Regions from separate parts of the Sus scrofa genome. Here region 1 is linked to region 2. A link is a contact called in public targeted proximity ligation data. All regions are on one chromosome and are shown on one strand. The core of a region is the stretch at or near the end of the contact, and the rest is flanking DNA. Distances in the headings are between cores, read along the strand shown.

Region 1 (5,007 bases), core at 2,020-4,519, 110 kb before region 2:
GGGCAAGACAAGAAGCGGGAGAAGAGGTTAAGAAGACACTGCACGAATCCAAAAGGCAGGCGATGGCTGCGATGGCAAGTGCTGGCGATTAATTTCACCGCGATTGAGAGGATGGAGGGGTCAGCTTGGAAAAGGCAAGGATGATGCCTGGGACACAGCTGGGCAACGTGGCGGGTGGGGCACCATTTACTGCGGTAGGAGCGAGGAAGCTGCCTGCTTAGGCAAGAAGATAATGAACTCAAATCTAAGTAGAGATGTCTAGTCGGCAGCAGGAAAGCTCTGAGCTGGATTTACAGATGTGGGAGTTATTATGACATGGTAACCAAAGCCATCGAATGGAGAAGAATATCTAAGACTTCAAGGAATATGAGTATCTTTGGAGAGTAAATGCAAAATTAAGCAGTTTACTCCGTAGTAAGAAGTTCAGAGCTTTTACCAAACTCTCCAAGACTAAGACCAATACAAACAGTTAATCCAAGTCACCAGAGTGGTGAATGACCCCCCCACCCACCCCCCACCCCGTGAAGAAACTGGAGAAAGTGGGAGATGCGCGAGGCCAACACAGCAGGGCTGGAAATGGAAGAGGAGTCTGCAAAGGAGAACAGGAGAGGCCAACTGATCAGACGGCGCGCAGAGATTACGTGTCCAAGGAGCCACTCGATGGCGAGAATTCCCCACAGGAGTGGCCAATCGTGTCAAAACTACAAAAGATACGGACACACACATCCACTGCAAGTGACAAGGTTGTTGGCAACCTGGGTTAGAACAGTCTCAGAGCTGTGCTGTGCGGAGGGGATAAGTCCCAGCAGCAGGTCAAGGTTAATGACAGGTGAGCCAGCAGACCCAGCAGTGTGAACAACTTTTTCAAAAAGTTTGGCTGTGCAGGGGAAGAGATGCAGTAGATGGAAGGGCACAAGGAACCAAGCGAGGGATCTTTCAAGCCAGAAATGAACTTGGCATGCGGTTTGAGGAGTGGAGAATTTACCATCCAGAGTCAGACCCTATGAGGTCAAATCCAGGTCTCCGTATTTACTGTCTAACCACAGGCAAGTCACCTAACATCTCCAAGTCTATTCGGGCAACTGTAAAACGAGAATAATCCCTGAGGACTGCTGCCTGGAATTAAATGAGATGATGCTCATGAACTATTTTTGAGCACCGAATCCTCCCCAGTCTCTGGGCAAACTGACTTGGGGAAATGCTTAGTTCCTGGTAAAAGGAAGAAATCAGCAGAGATGTTGAAGATGGGGGCGCGCGGGGGGGGGGGCAATGAAAAATGGTGGCTGCTTCAAGGGCTCTGAGAATCAAGGAGAATATATTGCATCTAGTCCGGAGCAATAGAGGAAATTGACCTTCTTCAGGGAGTTCCATGTCCCTTCCACTTCCTCTGTCAAACAGGAGGGAAAAATAACTTGCTGACTGGGGAGCCGGGCGGTGGGAAATGCAAGGTGTGGACAGTTTTAAATGGCTGCACTTAAGTAGGAGGAAGAACTGCAAGGAAGAACACAAGCGAGAGAACTTGCAGAGATCCACTGAGAGTCCGGAGGAAACCGAAAAGCATGATCATCTTAGGCGAAGTTGAGCGATTTTCTCCAACGCTGCTCTGTAGCCGACTTTGCAAAAGCCAAGGAGGCTGACAACATATCTGCCAGCAGATGCAAAGAAGGCGAGAGTTGAAGTGAGAGACCGGTCGGTTCACAAGACGTGATAGGCAGTACGCGCCAGGAGACGGAGGAGCAGCCCCGGGCCAGCCCCGGGCAGCGCACCCCCGAGACGACGGCCAGTCTGGCCTCGCCGCCGGCTTGGGGACCTCCCACCCCGCCGCTGGGACCCCCGCCTTTCCCGGGACTTACCAGCAGGCCCTCCACGTTGATGGGGTCTCGGCAGCGGCGGCGCACCGTCTCCTCCGCCGGGTCCACGAGCAGGCTGGGCAGCTTGCGCGCCGGCCGCTGCTGACTCATGCTGCCCGGCCGGCCGCCCCTCGCCCTCGCACCCTGCGAGCTCTCCCGCCTTCTCCCGCTCCACTCGGGCGCCGCCCCCAAGACGCCGGGTCCCGGGAGCCTGCACCCGCCGGGTCCCTGGCCTGCTCCGAGGCGCCGCCTGCCTAGGCCGGCCCGCGGACGGACGCGCCGCTGCCCCACGACCTCGGGACTTGGGACGCGGGCGGGAAGAGAGCAGGATGACCCGCGGGGCTCAGGACGCCCGGCCCGCCATCTTCCCGCATGCGCAGTGCGCCGCCCCCAGTGCGCATGCCCGCGGCGCCCGGCGCGCTCCCACGCGCCCCTCGGCTCCCGGAGGCCGGAGCGCGGGAAAGCCCGGAGGGCGGAGCTCCCGGAGGGGACGGCGAAGGGAGCGGACGGAAGACGTGGAGCAGGAATTCCCGGCGAAGGGGACGGGGCGAGAGAAAAGAGGCCGCCAGGTCGACGCAAGGGTCTCCTCGGAGCTCTTGGCACTACGGCCACTGGTAACTGAACGTGCTGAACGCTCAGTTTATCTTGAGCTCCCTCCGCACTTCTCAGGCACTTGCTCAGTGTTGAGGCTTCGGAAATGTTGATAACCAAACCGCCGTGGACGGACTGACTAGTATGCATCTTTCTTTCCCTTTTCTTCCCTCCTTTCACTTGAGGAATAAATGATTGGTTCCCCGTGGTGCCAGATATTGTGGTGGGCGCAGGAGAGAGTCATTGGGATCTGGCACGATTTCAGATGCCGGTGGAAAAAACAAAGAAAGGAACATTTAAAGCTGGGGCCAGAAGGTGTGCTTTCAGATCCCGGAGCCCGCTGCTTAGCGGATAAGACTAACTAAACTACCTAATCGCTGTGTGCTTCTGTTTCCTCATCTGTTCAGTGGGATTAAGGTTGTGGGGAGAATTAAGTGACTTAATGAATGCAGATTACTTAGCACCAGGAACAGCACCGTGTTTGATATAAATGCTCAAGTTCAGGGTGGAGTTCAGCAACTGAACGGTGATGGTTGGACTAGGGGCTTCTAGGCAGCCTGGGTGGGCTGGGAAGGCGTCCGGAGGAAGACGGGGTCAGAGGAATTCTTTAATCTTTGTGTCTCCAGAGTCTAGCCCAGTTCGTGGCAAACAGTAAGGGCCCGTCAAGGAATGATTTGAAGTAAAAGATAAATGAATGATTTAAAGTAAAAGATAACCTAGGGAAGCCTCTAGAAGACTGGATTTTGTGGCAGAAGGGAGAATTTCCCGGAGTGGTTAAATAACACCTTTACCAACCAGAATCCCTGGGAAGGCAAGCTTTGGAGACCAGAAGTGGATTTTTTTTTTTTTTTCCTTTTTTGCTGCCCCTTGTCATATGGGATTCCTGGGCCAGGGATCCGATCCCAGCTACAGTTGTGACCTATGCCGCAGTTACAGCAACACCAGGTCCTTAACCCATTGTGCCCGGCCAGGGATCAAACCCTTCGTCCCAGTGCTCCAGAGACATCAATGATCCTATTGTGCCGCAGTGGGAACTCCCAGAAATGGCTACTTTTAATAAGTAAGACATAGTTCAGATTTTACCATTTGAAGCAACATGGATGGACTTGGAGAGCAATTGCTAAGTGAAATAAGTCAGAGAAAGACAAGTACTTCATGGTATCACTTATATGTGGAATCTAAAAAATACAACAAAGTAGTGAATAAATCAAAAACGTAGACTCAGTATGTATAGAGAACAATCTAGTGGTTACCAGTGGCGAGAAAGATGGGGGAGGGGCAATATGGGGGAGGGGATGAAGAGGTACAAACTATTATGAATGAATAAGCCGCAAGTTCCCTTGTGGTGCAGTAGGTGAAGGATCTGGTGTTATTGCAACTGTGCTGCGGGTTGGAACTGTGGTGTGGGCTCAGTCCCTGGCCTGGGAACTTCTGGATGCTGCATGTGCAGCCAGAAACAAAAAAAATAATAAGCTACAAGGATATATTGTACTACATGAGAGAATAAAACCAATATTTTATAATAACCATAAACAGGATATAATGTTCAAAATTATAAATCACTATAGTGCACACTTGTAACATATAATATGGTTCATCAACTATACTTCAGTTTAAAAGATTACAAAGATAGGGAGTTCCCACTGTGGCTACTATCCATGAGGATACAGGTTCAATCCCTGGCTTCACTCAGTGGGTTAAGTTTCTGATGTTGCAGTGGCTGTGGTGTGGGCTGGCAGCTGCAGCTCTGATTCAATCCCTAGCCTGGGAACTTCCATATGTGAAGGGGTGGCCCTAAAAAGCAAAAAAAAAAAAAATTACAAAGATAAATAAGAGGGAGTTCCCTCATGGCTCAGTGGGTTAAGGACCCAGCATTTTCACTGCTGTGGCTCTGGTTATGGCTGTGTTGTGTCTTCAATCCCTGACCCGGGAACTTTTGCATGTCACAGGCACAGCCAAAAAAAAAAAAAAAAAAAAGGTAAATAAGACATTAATCCAGCGTTTGTTGTATGTACTTCACACATTTTCTTATGTACATTTTATATCCAAAACTGAGGTATTTTCCTGACTCATTTACAGAACAAGAAAATGAAGATTAGCAAGATTACAAAAATTACCAAAGGTCCTGGCTAGGCAGTGATGGAGGCAGGATTTGACTTACTTTATAGCTGATTTATCTGGTATGCAGATCCTTGGGAAGTTTTTTTTTTTGTTTTTTTGTTTTTTTTTTGGCTTCTTAGGGCCACCTCCACAGCACATGGAGGTTCCCAGGATAGGGGTCAAATTGGAGCTGTAGCTGCTGGCCTACACCACAGCCACAGCAACACTGGATCCTTAACCCACTGAGCAAGGCTGGGAATCGAACCTGCGTCCTCATGGATGCTAGTCAGATTCATTTCCACTGAGCCATGACGGGAACTCCTTGGGAAGATTCTTGAAGGAGTCAGAGGTGGGGTCAGATGAGTGAAGGTGGGTGGGTCGGGATAAGGGTGGCGGGCACTGCAGGCTAAAGGCAGAGTGCGAGCACAGCTGTGGAGAGTCAGGGTCATGACACAGCCCTCCCGAC
Region 2 (4,830 bases), core at 953-3,452:
CAGCAGTGGCAACACCAGATCTTAACCATCTGAGCCACCAGGGAACTCCCCTAAACTTTTAAATTTAGTGTCAGATTTACCCGTTCACGTCCTCTTTGGATCATGTTGGGGTCTGTAGGACTTTAGGGAAAAGAGTCGAAGGAGGCAGGTGCCCCGGCAGAGGGGGCCACCCCCAGGCTGAGCATCCCTCGGCTAAATGCGCAGGTGGGTGATGGAGCTTGCAGGTGATCTTCTATAAATACGGTTCCCCCGCCACACTTTGGATGTGTATCAGGGGACTCCTGGGCAGGTCCCAGAAGTGCCGTCATTTTTCAAAATTTCATTTTCCTCGTCGTAGGCAGAACCGTAAGCTCTGATCGTCGGCAGAGGTGGCGGGCTTGCGATCAGGGTATCCTCCTGCTCCATCCTGGTAAAGTCGCGGCACGGGGCCTGGCATTCCACTCACGGCTTCTTCTTTCTCCCCCTTTCCTCCCTCAGTAGTGCTGTCCACAACCTCTATTCGCAAAGCGACCCGTCCGTGGGGCTGGTGGACAGATTGCTCAACTGCAAAGAGGTGAAGGAAGCGCCCAACATCGTGACGCTCCACGTGACCTCCTTCCCGTACGCGCTGCAGACGCAACACACCCTCATCAGCCCTTACAACGAGATCCACTGGCCTGCCTCCTACAGTAACGTGAGTGCCCCTGGGCTGCTGGGCCCGGAGTAGCCGTGACCTTGCGCTGGGAGAGATTCTGTTCAGCAAAGATCTGACGGGCTAGGAAGTTCCCGTCGTGGCTCAGCAGTAATGCACCCGCCTGATATCCACAAGGACGCAGGTTCGATCCCTGGCCCCGCTCAGCGGGTTAAGGATCCGGCGCTGCCGTGAGCTGTGGTGTAGCTCGCAGATGCGGCTCGGATCCAGCGTGGCTGTAGCTGTGGTGTAGGCCGGCAACAGTAATGCCAATTCAACCCCTGGCCTGGGAACTTCCATGAGCCGCAGGTGCGGCCCTAAAAAGAAAATAAAAAATAAAAAAAGATTTGACTGACTTGCCAAATTGGGGGTCAGTGGGTTCCAGCCCTTGAGATCTTTGACTCCGTGTATGGTAAGATTTAAGCCCTTCCTGATTTTTGGAAACCTTCCTGCAATGCATTGGTTGGCTTCCTATCGTAGAACATTCGAGGCAATGAAACACAGTTGGTTCATTGTTTCTCTGGTGACAGAAGTTTGCGTTCCAAACACTTGCGCTGCTGGCGTTGCACGTAGAGCCTCCAGGGCTGTGGGGATGTGGGCGTAGAGTCGGGGTGACTCGAAGTTTGTCTAGAAGCCCTGTTTTTCCCCTCCCTGCCTCCTTCGGCAGCAAGGGTCAGAATCTCCTTCCTCAAACTGAACACACAGCCACAAAACCTGGCGAAAGTTGTTTCCGCTTGTCACTTGCCATTTTCAAATCAAAAGAGAAGACAACAGTAATTTCTGGTTGGTTGAGAAATCGGAGTGGTTGGATTCTGGCTAATTACACAAGCAGATCGTAGACCTCATGTTCTGGATTTGGGGGAGTGTCTCAGAGTCACCCAGGGAACTTCTGAAGGTGCTGACACTCCTGTCCAGCTGATGGAGAATCAGAGGTGGCAACAGCAGCTATTTTTAGGTAGTGCTTATGGTGAGCCCGCAGGCACCGTTCTAAGTGTGTCACCCGATGAACTCATAGAAGATGCAGCTGCTCGGATGATTTCGGACTTATCTATGGGGAAAATGAGACAGAGGGGAGGAGTGAAGCCACTTGCCCAAAGTCCTGCCGCTAGAAAGTTCTAGAACCAGGATATGACCCAGGACAGCCAACTCCCTGGCCTTCCCGCTTAACCGCTATGCTTCATGGGGTAAAGTTCATGCGTGTGCAATTTTAGCAACTTCCCCCAATGTTGCTGTGCTCTGAGGTTTGATAGGCTCCGGGGTTAGTTGGGGAGGAATTTTCTATCACGGGGAGTAAAATTGATTAGATCGGTACCTTTCTGCTGATTTCAGTTGAGGGCAAACGAGTTGATTGGCCTTTCTCTAAAACCAGCTGAACCTGTTGGAAAGAAGCAGGTTTCACAAAGCAAGTTGTGGGTTTAAAAAAAAAAAGAAAGATGAGGCTGATTTTCTTCTTGGCAAAGGCCCTGGGGTCAAGTGAATGGAAAAGTCTTGGCAGGAGGCCCCAGGCTTTACGCAGGCGCGCTCTCTGCTCCGGGTCCACTGAGGAAAGGCATTTATGTGTGTCATCCAGGGACTGCAGAGTCAGTACCCTGCAGACCAAAATGTCCATCCAGGTCCCCCGTGCCCCTGTCACGTGATCCTCAGCCCCCCGCAAGTGCGATGTTTGCGTGACCCGTGTGCCTCTCTGTTTTAGGGAGTGGACTTGTATCCTGAGAACAAGAAGTACTTCGGGCTGTCGGAGTTCATCGAATCCACCCTCTCTGGACACAGCCTGCCCTTGCTCAGATACGACAGCTCTTTTGAGGCCATGGTCACTGCCCTGGGGAAGAGGTACCCATCTGCCCTTTTTTTTTTTTCTTGTTTTGTCTTTTTAGGGCCATACCTGCGGCATATGGAGGTTCCCAGGCGAGTGGCCCAGTTGGAGCTGTAGCTGCCGGTGTACGCCACAGCCACAGCAACCAGGGATCCGAGCTGCCTCTGCAACCTACACCACAGCTCAGAGCAACAACGGATCCTTAACCCACTGAGCGAGGCCAGGGATCGAACCTGCCTCCTCATGGATGCTAATTGGGTCCGTTACCCGCTGAGCCACGACGGGAACTTCCCACCTGTCTTGAAGTCACTCAAAACGCTCAGGAGTCAAGGGCGAGGTGAGGCATGTGCACCCCAGGGGCTCACCTCCCTGCCTTCTTGGGTGACTCAGCCCCTCTGCCAAAGGGACCTTCGTTTACTTCTTATCTTGCATTTGGGGCTAGTGATGTTGTGCTGTGGCTCCAGAAAATTCTGCAGCTGAGAATGAGGGGAAAGATGCTGGCAGGTGGCCTTGCACGTCTGAGGGTCACAGGGGCAGGAAAACGGGCCGTGAGACACCAAAGGGCGTGAGGGAGGAGCGTGGCTGTCACAGTGGGCTTTGTCTCACTCCCTCGGCGTGGCATCTTTCAGGTGCTCATTGTGTGCCTTTCTCCAGGAGCCTTCCTCTCATCGTCTTCCTTCGTTCTCCTGACCTCTCCGAGCCTTGGTATTGTTCCCATTTGCAAATAAACTGAGACTCAGAGACCCCATGACTTTCCCAGGCCACACGTCCAGCAAGTGACAGAACTGGGTGTGCACCCAGAGTCAGTGCGACTCTATGGCTTACTTTTTTTTATCTTCTGAGGGCCGCAGCTTCAGCATATGGAAGTTCCCAGGCTAGGGGTCGAATCGGAGCTGCAGCCACCGGCCTACATCACAGCCACAGCCACGCTAGATCCAAGCTGCATCTACAGCCCTCACCACAGCTCACGGCGACGCCGGATCTTTAACCCAGTGAGCGAAGCCAGGGATCAAACCTGCATCCTCATGGACACAGGATCAGATTCGTTTCTGCTGAGCCACGATGGGAACTTCCCGGCTTAGCTTTTCAACCCTATCCCAGCAGACTCCCGAGGAGAACTACCAAACCTGCCATTTTACAGATGATGCAACTGAGTCTCAGGGAGGTTAAGGACCCGCATCCACACAATTTATACGTGTAAAACTAGGCCAAGTTTTACAGGCTGTCTAATGCAAAACAAAAAGAACAACAACGAGCTGCTGCTCATTGTCAGTGGTGAACTGGGCTCTGCCATCTCCCCTCACAGCACCTCATTTTTCTCACGTGCCAACGGGGTTTTAAATTAGACTTGTAGGGAGTTCCCATCATGGCTCAGCAGTAAAGAACCCAGTTAGTATCCATGAGGATACAGGTTCGATCCCTGGCTCTGCTCAGTGGGTTCTAAGGATCCGGCGTTGCCATGAACCGTGGTGTAGGTTGCAGATGTGGCTCGAATCCCGAGTTGCTGTGGCCGTGGTGTAGGCCGGCAGCTGTCGCTCCGATTCCACCCCTAGCCTGGGAACTCCATATGCCACGGGTGCGGCCCTAAAAAGACGAAAATAAATAAATAAATAAGATGTACTTGCCAAGCGGTGTTCCAGGCTGTACTGCTCCACACTAATGGCTGTTATTCCAGAAGGGGTTCCACGGTCATACGTGTTTGATAAACGTTACCTTTCACAAAAGATTCTTTTCCCATAGAGTTCTCAGAGCCTGGGATGGGCCGTCTGCTATTAATCTCCAGGAGCCGGGGCCTGCAGCATCTCCAGCATCTCATGGGATGTTCCCAGCATGCATTTTGGGAAACAAAAGCTTTTTAGCTCTGTGATGCTGAGGGGTTGAGTCAGGCCACTTGTCACTCACAGATTGAAGCCTGAGCTCTCATAACCTTGCTGAGGAAAGATGCCTTCCCAGATTTTATACCGATGCTGGGAGAACTGGCCTTTGCTCTGCCTCTGCTTCTCTGTCTGGCTCCCCAGCTTCTCAGGCAGCAAACATGGGTTGCATGTTTAATGAGCCGCAGGTGTTGGGCCAGTATCTACAGTTATGGCCTGATAGAATCTTCACAGTGGCACAGGGAGCTAGGAGACACAGTTCTCCCCATTCCACAGAGAAAGAAGCAGGGACTCGGTTAGGTCACTTGCCCAAAGTTATGTGGGGGGGGGGTGGTTTGTAGTGAATCCAGACCAAATGCTGGTCCCTTGACTCCAAAACAGTAGACCCATTCAGCCAAACAGAGCAAGATCACACAGCTAGGAGTTCCCGTTGTGGAGCAGTGGAAATGAATCCAACTAGTGTCCATGAGGAT

Evidence for each region.
Region 1: a targeted proximity ligation map of skeletal muscle shows a contact between it and region 2. A contact is called at or near these places in 12 of 47 Hi-C or Micro-C datasets (embryonic fibroblasts, epiblast stem cells, fetal skeletal muscle and 5 more) and 1 of 2 datasets of targeted methods (skeletal muscle).

What each region holds. Positions count from the first base shown.
Region 1 is chr3:125,246,494-125,251,500 of Sscrofa11.1, reverse strand. E2F6 (transcription factor E2F6) reads right to left here and starts at 3,269. Exons shown (of 8, transcript XR_002342859.1): 1 at 1,854-3,269.
Region 2 is chr3:125,131,678-125,136,507 of Sscrofa11.1, reverse strand. GREB1 (protein GREB1) reads left to right here. Exons shown (of 33, transcript XM_021087828.1): 16 at 478-673; 17 at 2,364-2,500. Among named protein-coding and RNA genes, the nearest start is that of NTSR2, 52 kb to the right of the region's middle.